Linked DNA regions of Pan troglodytes: region 1 is linked to region 2. A link is a contact called in public HiChIP or PLAC-seq data. All regions are on one chromosome and are shown on one strand. The core of a region is the stretch at or near the end of the contact, and the rest is flanking DNA. Distances in the headings are between cores, read along the strand shown.

Region 1 (7,027 bases), core at 2,082-4,581, 420 kb after region 2:
CTCGCTCGCTCCCTCTGGCTCTCGGCTCAGGTCTCCGGCCTCCCGCCCTCCGCCCCCCTCTGTCCCTACTCCTGTCCCCACACTCGGAGCATCCGTCCTAAGCCTCCAGCTCTCTTCTCACTCATCTTTCATTTTCTCTTCTCTTCATAGAACTACACGAAATTAATTAAGCCACCGCGCTCACTCCCCCCAGCAGAAGGAGCAGCCAGCAGGAAAAGCACAGCCACCTCCACTGCCACCACTACCACCTTCTCCTCCTCTTCCTCCTCCTCCTCTTCCTCCCTCGCTTCTCCTCCTCCTCTTCCTCCTCCCCCTCCTGCTCTCCCTCCTCCCCCTCCTCCTCTTCTCTCTCGCTTCTTCTCCTCTTCCAACAGCCAGTCCATGCAGGGGACTTCCTCTCCTCCCCGCTCCTCCAACCTTCCTTGGCCGAATGAATGAGCGCGTTTGTGCCTCCACCACCCCGCGCTCTCTTCCCCGGAGCACTCGGACCACCCCGAGGTGGTTGTTAATTGCAGTAACTTACAGAAGAAGCGTCCCGGCGCCGGGAGGTGCTTCGGGTTCTCCAGCCCCACCGCCTCCTTATCCTCTTTCTCTTTCTCCTCTTCCTGCTCGGGTTATTGTTGTGGAAGTTGTTTGGGAGTCTCATGTGCTTCTGCCGGGTCTCAGCAATGGAGGATCGCCATCTTCCCTGCCTTCCTCGGCTCCTCAGACTCGCTGCAGCTGCAGATGACCTGAGATATCCGTCTCTCTCCCTCTCTCTCTCTCTCCCTCCCTCCCTCTCCCTCTCACTCTCTCTCTCCCCTCTCTCTCCTCTTCTCTCTCCTCTCCTCCCTCTCCCTCGCGCGCTCTCTCTCTCTCCCTCCCTCTGTGTCTCTCTCTGAATAATGAGCAACCAGGGGGAGAGAGAAAGCAAGACAGAAAGAGAGAAGGAAGACAATCTTCTCCTGCCACACAAAACGCCGGAGCACCAGGGGGTGCGCGAAGCCTTTCTAATAACAACAACAACGTGCAGCAGAGAGGAAGAAAAAAAAGAAAGAAAGAAAGAAATGAGGAAAAAGGCTAGGGGAAAAAAGAGGAAGAATTATCCAAGAGCTCGAGAAGAGCAGAAGGAGAAGCTGGAGGAGATGCTGAGGCTGCTGCTGCTGTTCCCCCTCCCCCCTGCTGAACCCCAGAAGGAGGCAAGGTGGTTGCAAAGTTAAGGCTGGGACATTGTCTTTGTCACTCAGAGCCAGGCCAGTGAGATGCAAGAGGAGGAGGTGGCGGCGGCAGAGGAGGAGGAGGTGGTGGTGGAGGAGGGGGAGGAAGAGGAGGAGAAGGAGGCAAAGGAGAAGGAGAAGGGGAAGAGGGAGATGAGATGAATAAAGACCTGCGGAGAAGGCGGTGCGAGGAGCGCGGCCGCCGGGCCGAGACGTGCGCGCTCGCGTCCCGGTGGCGCCCGGCAGCCCTGGCCCGCAGAGGAAGCCCCCGGTGAGGACCCTGCCCGGCAGCTCATAGCGCTCCCACCGTCAGCCCTGCCCGAGGCGCCGAGCCCGAGCCCCAGAGGGTCCCTTACTTGCATCCATCTAGAGGCCAACCTTTGCAAAGAACATACGTGGGGAACTGGAGGTTGCAAGTCTAAACCGAGATCAACCACGTGGGGCTTTTTAATCCCTTTCCAGCTTGCGGTGTGAGTATTTCCAGTGAAAAGCTCAAATTGTCCATTACTGGCACGTATTTTGAAGTCTTCTCTCCTGAAATAAAGGCTCATTGTGCGTTTTATTTCTTTCCTGATATGGAAGGTGGGGGGTGGAGGAGGAAAAGAGCCCATCATTCCGAGCTTCGGAACCACCACTTTCTTTTCCTAACTTGTGAAATGTTTTGACTGCGCACCAAAAGAAAAAAAGAAAGCCTGCTTAAATAACTTTACACCCTCCAGCCCCGCGTTGTTTGCACTTTCTGGCTGATCATCTAAAGGCTCGGAAAGTAACAATCAGCGCTCTTAATGATAAGGTGTCATGGTGTTGAAGACACGCGAGCCAAGATGAAGCTTTCACACCTTGAATTTTTATTTAGTGTAATCTCTCCCATATCATTCTGAACTATCTCTTTTGCAAAGGAGTGGTTCCCCCCCTCCACCACCAGGTCGAAAGTCTCCTACGGTTTTAATTGGACTGGGAGCGGTGGGGGTTGGGGGTGGGGGTTCTACAGTATCAAAAAAATCAATGCAGCAAGTGAGGAGCAATTGAAGTTCAAGGGCATGGGCTGATTGTACCATTTCTATTTCTCGGATCTTGGAGTTGGACATCAACAGCCTCAGGAGAAACGCGCAGCGCGCGGGGCAGAGACCTTAATTAAAGTTTCTTTTGTCCGCGTCTGAATTGGGGATGTTGCTGGATTCCTTTGCATTGAGGAGCGCGCATCCGGTGAAGGCGCGGTGTTAAGGATCCTGGGCAAGTCTGTCCTCTTTAAATACTCGCCCTTTCTCCTCCCTCCCCCCAAGCAACAGTCCGAGAAGATATATACCTATAAATCCATACAATAAAGGAAGAGGAGGAGACGCGCGCGGAGTTGGTTCCCATCCGATAGCGGGGCTTCATAAACAGATCTAAATCCTCATTTTCCAAGATTTTCCCGACCCTATATTCCTGAGCAGAATCTCTCACCCCGAGGCACGATTTCACCCACTTCCAGTCAACACTTCCTGCCCTTTTCTCCTCCCACTCACATTGAAAAGCTCGGGATCCCTAAAAGGGTGTTGATGGCGGGGGTGATAAATAAATAAATAAATGACACTCTACGCGTGCGGTGGAGAAGAAAGGAGGGGGAGGGAGAGGAAAGGCGAGGAGAGGGAAGAGAAGTAAGGAGACGAGAACAAGGCGCAGAAAGGACAGAGGCGAAAGGGGAACGGGAGTCACCGAGAAGAGAAAGAAGAAAGGAGAGAGGAGGAGGACGCTGAGGCTGTTCGGGATTGAAATGATCCCGGCTTTGTGCGGCTTTGGGAGGACTCCCCCTTCCGAGTGCCCGGAGGGACCTAGGGAAGTCCTCCTGCCCCGAGCTCCTCCCCACCGGGACCCGGGGGGTGTCTGAGCGCTGGCCGCCGCCACCCCATAAATTCCTCGTGGCAACCGGAGGAAGCGCGCCAGGTCTCCGCCGTCCCTCCACTGTCCCGGCTGATAATTTACCTCTTTGTCTTTAATAAAAAGCTGACTTTTTCTGTCAAGCTCTGCACCGGGAAAATAACAATCGTATTTCAGGTTGAAAGCTCCTATTACTGCTGGGTTTTGGAGGCTGCGATAAAATCTTCATCGACGTGAAGGTACCCTCTGGGTTGGCTTGGGTCGTAAGTCCTAAGATGGGGGCCGTCCTTCCCTGGGGGCAGGGACGTAGGGAACCAGGCGGTGGGGAGGGAGAAAGGAGCGACGAGGTCAGAGGAAACCTTGGGTTTCCAAGGCTCCTGGGGCACCAAAGGGCTTCCCGCAGTCGGGGAATTGAGCCCTGGGGAGGAGCCTTTTGCGAGAACGTGAGCGCGCCGCAACACGCCTCAGACCTCGTAAACCCACTTGGCAAAGACCGGGGAAGCGGCTGGCGGACCGACTGCGGTGAACTCAAGAAATTAACCTGCGCTGCAATTAAACGGGCTGCCGCCCTTTCACACTCACCTCGAGCGACCGAGATAGAGAAAGCTCCCGAACCGGCCGCGGGGGGACCTGGCTCCACCCTCCCGTCCCGGGAGAAGAGGACAAAAAGGGGAGATGGACTTGGAGTAGCCCCGCCCTTCACAGCGCTCCAATCCTTGGAAACCAAACCTCCTCTCCAAGCCTCCACGTCTAGAAGGGACAAAGGCAGCGAGGAGATCCAGAGACCGACGGGGAGATGGTGGCTTTCAGGCTTCTGGTGTGGGTGCATGGGGGAAAGGTACAATGGTTAAGTTTCCATCCCAAATACGGCACCACACGATGGTCTTGAGAAGACACACTCGGTCTTCTGGTTTAGAAGCAAATTGACTTCCTGAAGCTGTGAAGCGAACTATCGCAAAACTCTCTTGCTTCTTGAATGTGGGGACGATACAAATTCAATTAATGATGCCATACACGTAATCTTTTCGACTTTTTAGAAGTCACAAACGCTTTAACTCTCCAATGAAAATAATTGAAAGAGGTTAAACATAAGGGGAATGGGCTTTTTTTTTTCTTGTTTTTATTTGGGACAATTTTTCAAATGATAAAACTGTATAAATAGAAGCTGGGTCAGTCAAGGAAAGCGCCGTGGCTGAAGATTTTCGTAAAAACCTTAGTAAACGTGGCATTTAAGTAACTAATTATGCTTTGCCATTAGCAGACCATTAAGATAAACAGGAGAAAGTTCACACCTCCTGCTATTTCGTTCCCTAAGAATAGTCACAAAGATAATACCAGGCTAGTTGGTGGGTTATTTTCTCCATTAGGAGGGTTAATGTTTAAATTTGTTAATTAAAATACAAAAAATTTGGTTTCCTACACAGCCAACGTTGTGAGGGAAGTCTCACGGGGACATCCTGACTCCTTGAAATTTACCTTTTGTTACTTTATCCTGTGGCATTATCCCCTGGAGTCATATAGGGTTTCAAGACTGTTAATGTTGCAGGGAATGTGAGTGAATATGTTAGAAGTCTGGACTTTCTTCTCCCTTATCATAGGTGACTGGCATACACACTCCTCATAAAGAGAAGTTATGGCTCATCAAAAGAGTGACTTTATGAGCATTAATAGAATAATAAATCTTGTACTTTTAGTTCAAGAAACAGTGAAGTCCTATAATCAGAGTGACCCACGCAAATATGATCCATTCACTTGCCCAACTCTTAACAGGATACGGATAGTCTATAAATCATTTTAGTTTTTAAAACCTTAAAAAAGGAAGGCACCCAAATCTCCCAAAGGAAGGTGTTTATGGGGGGAAAGGGACTTCTAGCAAACCTGCAGGAAGAGATCATGGAAAAACGAACAGTCGGTCCAGAAGCTGAATTAGATAGAATTTCCACCGAAACAAGAATGGATAGATGTTCTAATGTCATTGTTTCAGTATTTATGTTCTATCATTTAAAAAGAGAAAAGTCTTCCTGCTTCCTGAAAGCTATCCAAAAAAAAAAAAAATCCAGTTGATAGCCCCGTTTTCTAAATTCCAGCTGGAAAACTATTCAAGTTGATGATTTTAGCAAAAGAAAGAGTAGGTGAATACAATATGGCTTTTTAACCACATTTTACACATCTCTTTGTGGTATTTCCCTGCCTATGTGAAACTTCCTTTCTATGCAATGCAATGTAGTCTTTTTACTAGTTGAGTTTGCTTGTGATTTTTCAATGAGTTATCTATTTTGAATTCTTGTGATCTTTACTCGTTGGAAATTACTCAGTCTTCAAAAAGTTTTTCTTAAAACTTCAAATTGGATAATTATGGACCTTCCAAATATCAAAAAAGTGAAGTCACTAGCACACCTTCTTTCTAATTTCTTACAGAAAAATCAATATGTTGTCATAAACCCATATTTAAACATATATAACTAGGTAACTAGTGTCCATGCCTAGGGAAAAGTGACTAACAGAAGACAAAGGTGGATGATTCATGATTCTGAACAGCTTTCAAAGGAAGAGACACTGCAATAACTTATATTAAACTTACTCCATATGAATCTTTGTATATATGCCTTTGGATACCAAAGATGTTTCAATAGTGATATTCTAAAATTCAAAAGAAAGTCTTTCTTCCATAGGTAGTAGTTAAATTTACAGTTCTATCAAACTAGTTATTGTAATATGTAATGTGTAATTTCATTCAATCATTGAGTATTTGTTTAGCATCTGTATTATGCCATCTCAGAACTGAGTACTAGGGATACGAAGATGAATAACTGAAATGAGTCAAATTTTTGATGCATGATCAACCACTAGCTTCTATATAACATTACTTGGATATAAAACTTCAGATTTTTTACTCAAAAGCAATACCAGGATTTGGCCTATGATGAAACTATAATTAATTTGAATATTTCTGTTCTCACAATGAAGCTATTAAGGAGTAATATTTTGTCAAAATAAAATTTTTGGAGTTCGTTGTAAAGCCAATGTGTTGGCTTAACTCATAATTTAACATGAAATTCTCCCTCAAAGAGATATTTTATTTTATTTTATTTTATTTTAGATGGAGTCTTGCTCTGTCGCCCCAGCTGGAGTGCAGTGGTGCTATCTTGGCTGACTGTAACCTCTACCTCCCGGGTTCAAGGATTCTCCTGCCTCAGCCTCCCAAGTAGCTGGGACTACAGACATGCACCACCACACCCAGCTAGTTTTTGTATTTTTAGTAGAGACGGGGTTTCACTATGTTGGCCAGGCTAGTCCCAAACTCCCAACCTCAAGTGATCCGCCCACGTCAGCCTCCCAAAGTGCTAGGATTACAGGCCTGAGGCACCTCGCCTAGCCAATCTTTTTAAAAGTGCAAAATAACAACCTTAGATCAACTAGGGTTAGATTAACCAAATTCTGAAGACAAGACTCAAGTGAAAGATTGCCCATTTGTTGAAGCATCACTTCCAGCAGAAAGACCAGCATTTCCAGGTTCTTACTATTTGTTCTCTATCTGAAGCTTAGAGAAAGGAAGTGATTTATTCAGGAACGCAGAGCTGGTAAGGAGCAGTCAGCCCTATAGTCTACACTTCAATGGTAGTTTCTCCAAAGTTATCATTCTCATATCATATTCAAGATTTCTTCTTATTCTTTTTCTTTTTTTGGGGGGATATATTTTCACGTAACTTGGTCCTGTTATTTAATTAATATACATTTTTAAGGTCAACTTTAAAAATTTTTTAACTTCATCATAAGCAATAATATTCACAAATCACAGCTCTGATGGGCTATTTATACATTTTCAATGCATATCAAAATACATACACTGTTATCAAAATTGAAAGAAAGATTTTTGGAGTAAAAAATGTCTGATCGTATACTTGCTAAACTGTATGCTAATGGTAAGGAGTGAGAAAGATGGGGAGGAAAGTGTTGTTACAATTTGTGTT
Region 2 (6,909 bases), core at 870-3,369:
CATGAGCCACCACGCCCAGCCTAAACTTCAGAATTTTTAAGAATTTCAGAGAAGCAGTGCTCTATCACACATCTCAAAATGCTTTAATATGTAGGCTACTTAAAAGTCTCCCACAATTTTTACAGTAAAAAAAAAAAAAAGCACATAATGAAGAAAATCTCCTAGCAATGGTCTCCCTACCCCACACATACCACCTTCTCATTTTGTTTCTATATTGTTTGAATATTTTATAAGAAGGCTTGCATTACAATTGTAAAAACAAAAAGATCTTTGCAAAGATTAACACTAAAGGCAGTGGTCATGTAATGTATCACAGTAATAGTCAAGTAAATGGTACAAAATGCCTAATAAGTCTAAGAAAGTTTTGTTAAAACTAGGGCAAATAAAAACACCTTAAAACAAATTATCTTGCTTTTTCCATTTTGTATATCCCCCTACTCTATAGCCAATGAGCTTTGACTAAGTCAATAAGGCTCCCAGAAGCCCCAGACCACGTTCTACAGGTCCCTGTACTCCTCCAGTCCTGCCAGCAAAGCTCACTAAACATTTACTTGTTCAACAAATGAATCATTCCCATGATTCCACTTATCGCACAGTCCTTTCTTCCATTTTTGCTCATGCTCATCTCAAGCTCACAAGAGTTGCTATACTGGCTACGTAAGTTACTTAATTTCCTTGGTTCCTTCTAGGTAAAAATTAAACAAGGACAAATCTGTGACCAGACCAAAAACAGGTCTCAATAAGATCCTATCTTATTTTAGATCTATTTCTAATATCCTTGGTTACCTCGTTCTCACAACAACTTAGAAACAGGACACTTAGCGTTGCCCTAGAAAACATAATTTTCATTGTTTATTTTCTTGCTGGAATTCTAAGGTGTCGTATCAAAAACACATACTAATTAAAACCCACTACAAACATAGAATTGAAACAGCTGTCATGAAAAATATTTCCAAAGTCATTAAAATAAAAACTGACAAGTCACTAAATGCAAACGTTCCATATATCCCAGAGGAAATGCTTTAATTTCTTGCCCCAGACTAACAGTATTAGTTTTTTTATACTAACAGCAACAAAATTATATTTATATAAATAGCAGCGAAAGCCGTAGAAACCGCTCCCTAACAATGGGCTTTTCAAAAATATACTTCCAGAAGTATAACATATTACTTTTCCTTGGAAATAAACTGGAAAACAGCAAAAATAGTTAAGAATTCACACAAACACAGGTACAGCATTGACTCTCAGTTAACAGTATGCGTAAAGTGCCTAAAACGCTAAACAAATCTTACAGAACATAAATACTTCAGTGGAGCTGTTGAAAGAGTCACTGCATAACTTCAATACACTCACACGTATTTACCAAAAAGCCACAATATTTCTTTAGCTTTCAATAATTCTGAAATTAACTGAGTATTATAAGCCGATTAAGTTACTGGGGCACCAACATTTGTTACCACAAAGAACCAAAGTCAAATAGGCATTTTACGTAGTTTGTCTGAAATCATCAAACAAACTCCATTTTAACTTTCACCCTTCAACTTATTAATGCACATTAAGCAGTAAAGAAATATTCAAGAGAAATTAGATTCTATTAGTACTGTCAGTCCACAGGGTGTTGTCAATTACTTCTGAGGACACTGAAAAGTTTCTCATGTATAACTGAGATCTCCTGTACTTTTAAGAAGTTAATCACACAGCATACACCTACGTATAAATATTCTGAAATCAAATAATTTTGCATTAAAATCCCAAAAAGGCTGTTTCTTAAAAAATTAAAGATGTACAAAACTTAACATTAAATAAGTAAAACGTAACACTGTATCTCCACTCAAAGGAATCCATTGTTTAAATAATCGATTCCATTTACTGACCACCAAGTAAATACATACCATTTAATCTTCACATCTCTGCAAGGCAGGTATTATCCCTATTATACAGAGGATGAAACTAAGCGTAATTTGCCCAAGGTCATAGCAAATAAGTTACAAAACCACAAATGGAACTCAGGTCTACTTAACACCAAAGCCCCTGATCTCCACCCAAAATAGAATCAACTACTTTTAAAAATAGAGTTGGGCAGAAAGCTGCTGGTTTAAACTTAGTATTATGACAATCTTGGCGGTGTATTTCCGAACATAAGCAGTAAATTTACACTCACAGCGTTTTTAGATTCTTGGCATAAAGTTGTACTGACCTCAACAGTGTCTCTTTATGCAGTCACAAATACAGAAAAATGTATAATGTGGACTTCTGAAATGTTTAAGGCTTTAACTGCAGAAAGGATTCAAAGTTGTTGTTTTTTGTTTTCTTTTTTCCCCCTTGAACTGCTACTGTTTGGGGCATCGGGGGAGGGTGGCTGCAGCGTTCCAACTCCTACAATTCCAAGATTTCTAACACAGAAAACCCGTTAAATCTGAAGTTTAGTTTGAGCCTGGATGGCTGTGAAGAGCTCTAACAGCTAAAACCATCACCAAAGAGGCCTCAAAGTGCAATCTACGCAAGGGTGTGGGTTTGGTGGCGGGAGGAAGGCAGCAGAACGATTCATTTGCAAATAAAAGGGTTAACAATTCTGAGGAGAAAGGGGCAAATTCATTTTCACCACCACTCACCTCTCGGCGGCAAACGGAACCTGATACTTTTTTTTTTCTTAAGGCTCATCTTCTCGGGTTACCAACTCTGGGAACTAAGCGGCTAACCAGGTCCACACAGGGGTAGTGGCGACGCCTACGTCTCCCTCCCCCACCTGTGCACCCATACCAGAAAGCCAGGCTCTACGGCCGAGACGGCCTGGACCTTCCCATCCCCCTCCGGCCCCGCTAGCACGAGCTCCTAGGCCCAGGCCCGCGGGCGTGCGCTCCACGCCATCTGCCACCAGGCCTTCGGCGTCCGGCCACTGCTTCCCCATTCTCCTGCCACAAAGCCCACGGCCAAGACAGGAGGATCGGCTCCGCTGTACGCCGCCAGGGCCGGCACCAGGACCCAGGGCCCTCATCGCGCCCTCCGGGGCTTCCCCCGCTGGAGCGCGCCGCCCGGCCCCACGAGCTCCTGGCGCTCCCCGCGGCCCGCACGCGGCTGCCCCTGCCCCCGGCCCGCGCGCATACCGTCTCCTCGGGGTCAATGTCTATCTTGAAGGTCTGCTGCTGGAGGGTCTTCAGGGTGACCTGCATGGTGCCGCCGCGCAGCTCGGCTGCCGGGCCTGCGCCGGGTGCTGGCCGCTGGGCGGGGTCTGTGGCCTGGCGGGGCCCCGGGGTCGCCCGCGCTCCTCGCGCTCTGGGGAGGAAGGCGGTGGGGGTGGGGGCTTGTCACATTCGCCCAGCGGAGCGGCCTCTCCCCCAGCCCGTGCCCCGGACCGCGCCGCTGCCTCCGCGACTGCGGCCTTCCCCGCGAACTCGGGCCGCCGTGCTTCCTCACGCGCCGAGCGCCAGCCACGGAGTCTGCAGAAGGCGCGAGGGGGTCGGCGAGACAAGCAGGGAATCCGCTAGCTCACCACAGGATGGTGGCCGCCATCATCGTGACTCGCCGAGACGTGCCCCCTCCCCCACGCGAAAAACCTGGGGGGATGGGGCCGGGCGGGCGAAGCGCGCAGGCGTGGGGTGCGGCGACGCTTTGCGCCGGCGCGGCCGAGGACTCCGCCCCGGAATTGGGGGCGGGGCGGAAGGCGGCTCTGGAATGCCGGCGGCCTGGACCCGGATTACGCAGGCGCGTTCCGTGGGCGGCGAGGGCTCTTGGGGCTTCCTCCTAGGGACTATTGCTGGGGCGTTCTCTCCGCCCGCCGCGGCTCCGCCTCTGTCCAGACTCCGCCCGGCTGCCGAAGTTACGCAATGTGTAGCCCGGGAAGCGCTACGTGGAGACCCGGCAGAGTGGATGCGGAGCCCTGGAGCGGGGGAGTAATCGGGGCGGAGTTTAAGTGAAAGGATGGCGGTAACCACAGTCTGGGGGCCAGGACCCGCGGGGCGCTTGCTGCGGGGCTCAGCCCTGGGGGTGTCGACTGATTCTTTAATCCCGACAGCACAGACTCCTGAGCTGGACTGCCCGAGTTCAAATATTGTTTTTTCTCACTAGCCTAAACAGATGGACCGATTTAAAATGAAGGTCAAGTTCTGTCACACCTCGGGGTAGAACTGTCCAGTGTTTCCCCATCTAGCCTCGAGTTAAAGTCAGAGTTATTAGAACGGATGCATTAGCCCCTCGCCTTTCTCCGAGTCGCCTTACTCTCCCCACTGGTGGATTCTAGGTTGCCCCCGGCTCCCTTAACATCCTTGCTCAGATATTGCCTTCTTGGTGAGGTCTGTTCTGGCTGCCTTACTTAAAATCCCAACTTCCTATCTCTGTTGTCCTGCTCTGTTTTCTTGTATAGCGGGTATCCCTTTATAATTACCCTGTAATGTACGTATCTCTTGTTTATCATCTTTCTCCTTTTCCTGTGAACCCCAGACTGAAGCTGCACAGAGGCAAAGATTTTGCTGTGTTCACCCATGAACATGCCTGGCACATTGCAGGTGCACAGTAAATATTTGTGGAATGGGTGAATGTGCTTCTGGATCCTCAGCAGTAGAATGAGAATAATAATGTCACTCATTGATTATTGGAGGGGGAAGTTGAATATTGCATGTAAAATCATGATAAACAGTCTGTAAGCAGTTAGCTATTAGTAGAAAGTCCGTTTACAGATAGAAAACTGAAGTACAGAGATGTTGAGTAATGCACCTGGAATAACCCAGCCAGTAGTAAATGGCAAATCCACAATGTGACCTCAGACAGAATGACTCCAGAGTCTGTGTCCCAGGGTGTGCCACTATTCCCCTCTTTTTTGTTTTAAAGATTATTCTTATTTTTTTAAAGCGTCTGACTCTGTCATCCACGCTGGAGCGCTGTAGCACAAACACGGCTCACTGCAGCCTCAACCTCCTGAGCTCAAGAGATCCTTCCACCTCAGCCTCTTGAGTAGCTGGGACCACAGACACACACCACTGCTTCCCAGCTGATATTTTATTTTTTTTGTACAGATATGTTCTCCCTATGTTGCCAGGGCTGGTCTTGAACTCCTGGGCTCAAGTAATCCTCCTGCTTCGGAGTCCCAAAGTGCTGGGATTATATGTGAGCCATCACGCCCAGCTATTCTCCTCTGTTTTATACTGTGCCTGTGGCACATTTGATTTAGTTCAAGTATAAAACATAGTTCTAGTCAGGCCACTAGCTGTATGACCAATTACAAATTACTTCTCTGGGACAGCATCCTCACTAATAACAATGTCACTGCTTGGTTTTCAGTGGCTTCAAGGAGCTTGGGTTTAATGTTTTCAAGAAACTTTCCTTGACCAGCTTCTCCCTCCACTAACCTGATATTTCCCCTTTCACAACACATAACTCCCTTCATAGTAATTAAATATGCAATCTTCTGCCCTCTGTCTTCCTGTATCTACTCGTAGTCACCAGGTGGTTTCATCTTGGCCCTTGTTTTGAAATACCTCCAGCCTGGACCTTTCCCCTTAGCTATAGAGTTAGCCAATTGCCTAAGCAATATCTTCACCTGAATATGTAACAAGCCTCTGAAACTTAATGTGACCAAAGAGAACAATTGATTTCTCTCTAGACCTCCTTCCCCCCTGCAAACTGCTCCTCTCCCAGTTTTCCCCCATCTTAGTTTATGGCCTCACAGTCTACCCAGGTGCTCAGACCAAAAATCTGGTCTTCATCCCTGATAACTCTCTTCCCTCACTCACCCACTCCCAACCACCACATGCAATTCATTATCAAGCCCTGTCAACCTTATTCTCCAAAGTATATCCCCAAGTCAGCTTTTTTCACCGTTTCTACTTCTACAGCCCTAAGCTAATCCATCATTATCCTTCACCTGCGTCCCACCTGGTCTCTCTGCTTCCACCCTTTACCCCCAACAGCCTCCCCAGCAGCCAGAGTGGCCTTTTAAACCCATAAATCAGAGCATGTTGTATCTATGCTCAGTATCTAATTACATTTTAGAATAAAAGTCAAACTCTTTACGTGGCCTTGGAGAGCCCACATGATCTGACTCCTGCCAGTTTCTCTGACCTCATCTCTTTCCTTCTCTCACCCACTCATTCACTGTCATCCATTTCCCTTTCAACCCTCAAACAGGTTAAGCTGGTTCTAGCCTCAGGGCCTTTGCACTTGAGGTTCCTTCAGCTTGAAACTCTATCTTCCCAGATCTTTGAACGACTAACTCCTTTTCATCTTCAGGTTCCAATTCCAATTTTACTTTTTTAGAGAGGACTTCTCCAACCAATTTAATAATATATATTAAACATGTGTTAAGCCTTTTTTCTTTTTCTTTTTTTGAGATGGAGTATCGCTCTGCTGTCGCCCAGGCTGGAGTGCAGTGGCGCAATCTCGGCTCACTGCAACCTCTGCCTCCCGGGTTCAAGCGATTCTCCAGCCTCAGCCTCCCGAGTAGCTGGGATTACAGGTGCCCGCCACCACGCCTGGCTAATTTTGTATTTTTAGTAGAGATGGGGTTTCACCATATTGGCCAGGCTGGTCTGGAACTACTGACCTTGTGATCTGCCCGCCTTGGTCTCCCAAAGTGCTGGGATTATAGGCATGAGCGTCCTTGCCTGGCCTAAGCTAGGCAAGCCACTTACTTTTTAGGGAGAGACACTGACTCTCATATTCAGGACTGTTTTCACCTACAACAGTGCCTAGAACACAGCAGGTGCTCAATAGTGTATGCTGACTGACTCCTAACTCAGTTGTAAACTCCGTGAGACAGGGGCTGAGTCAGTCCTGTGCATCTTGTTATCTGAAGGAGCTAGCACAATGTGGATACTCTATACATGTTGTTTGAAAACATGGTAAGGTCATTTTAGTTATAATTTACAACTGTTGTAAGAAAATGTGAAAATATTTAAAAATATGCTGTACAGTTGT

The links. HiChIP or PLAC-seq counts read pairs in DNA pulled down with a chosen protein or histone mark.
Region 1: a contact with region 2 is called in an H3K4me3 HiChIP or PLAC-seq map of stem cell-derived excitatory neurons, with 4 times the contacts expected there. The contact joins the promoter of LOC104007972 here to the promoter of RAD23B in region 2. A contact is called at or near these places in 1 of 7 Hi-C or Micro-C datasets (stem cell-derived neural progenitor cells) and 1 of 1 datasets of contacts at active chromatin or transcription factors (stem cell-derived excitatory neurons).

Annotation. Positions count from the first base shown.
Region 1 is chr11:31,588,959-31,595,985 of NHGRI_mPanTro3-v2.0_pri, forward strand. It overlaps LOC104007972, which reads left to right and starts at 3,332. Exons shown (of 1, transcript XM_054658935.2): 1 at 3,332-7,027. The coding sequence starts at 3,332. The coding sequence ends at 3,907. It overlaps ZNF462 (zinc finger protein 462), which reads right to left and starts at 3,694. Exons shown (of 13, transcript XM_016961387.4): 1 at 3,639-3,694.
Region 2 is chr11:31,170,954-31,177,862 of NHGRI_mPanTro3-v2.0_pri, forward strand. RAD23B (RAD23 homolog B, nucleotide excision repair protein) reads right to left here and starts at 2,120. Exons shown (of 10, transcript NM_001244709.1): 1 at 1,893-2,120. The coding sequence starts at 1,895.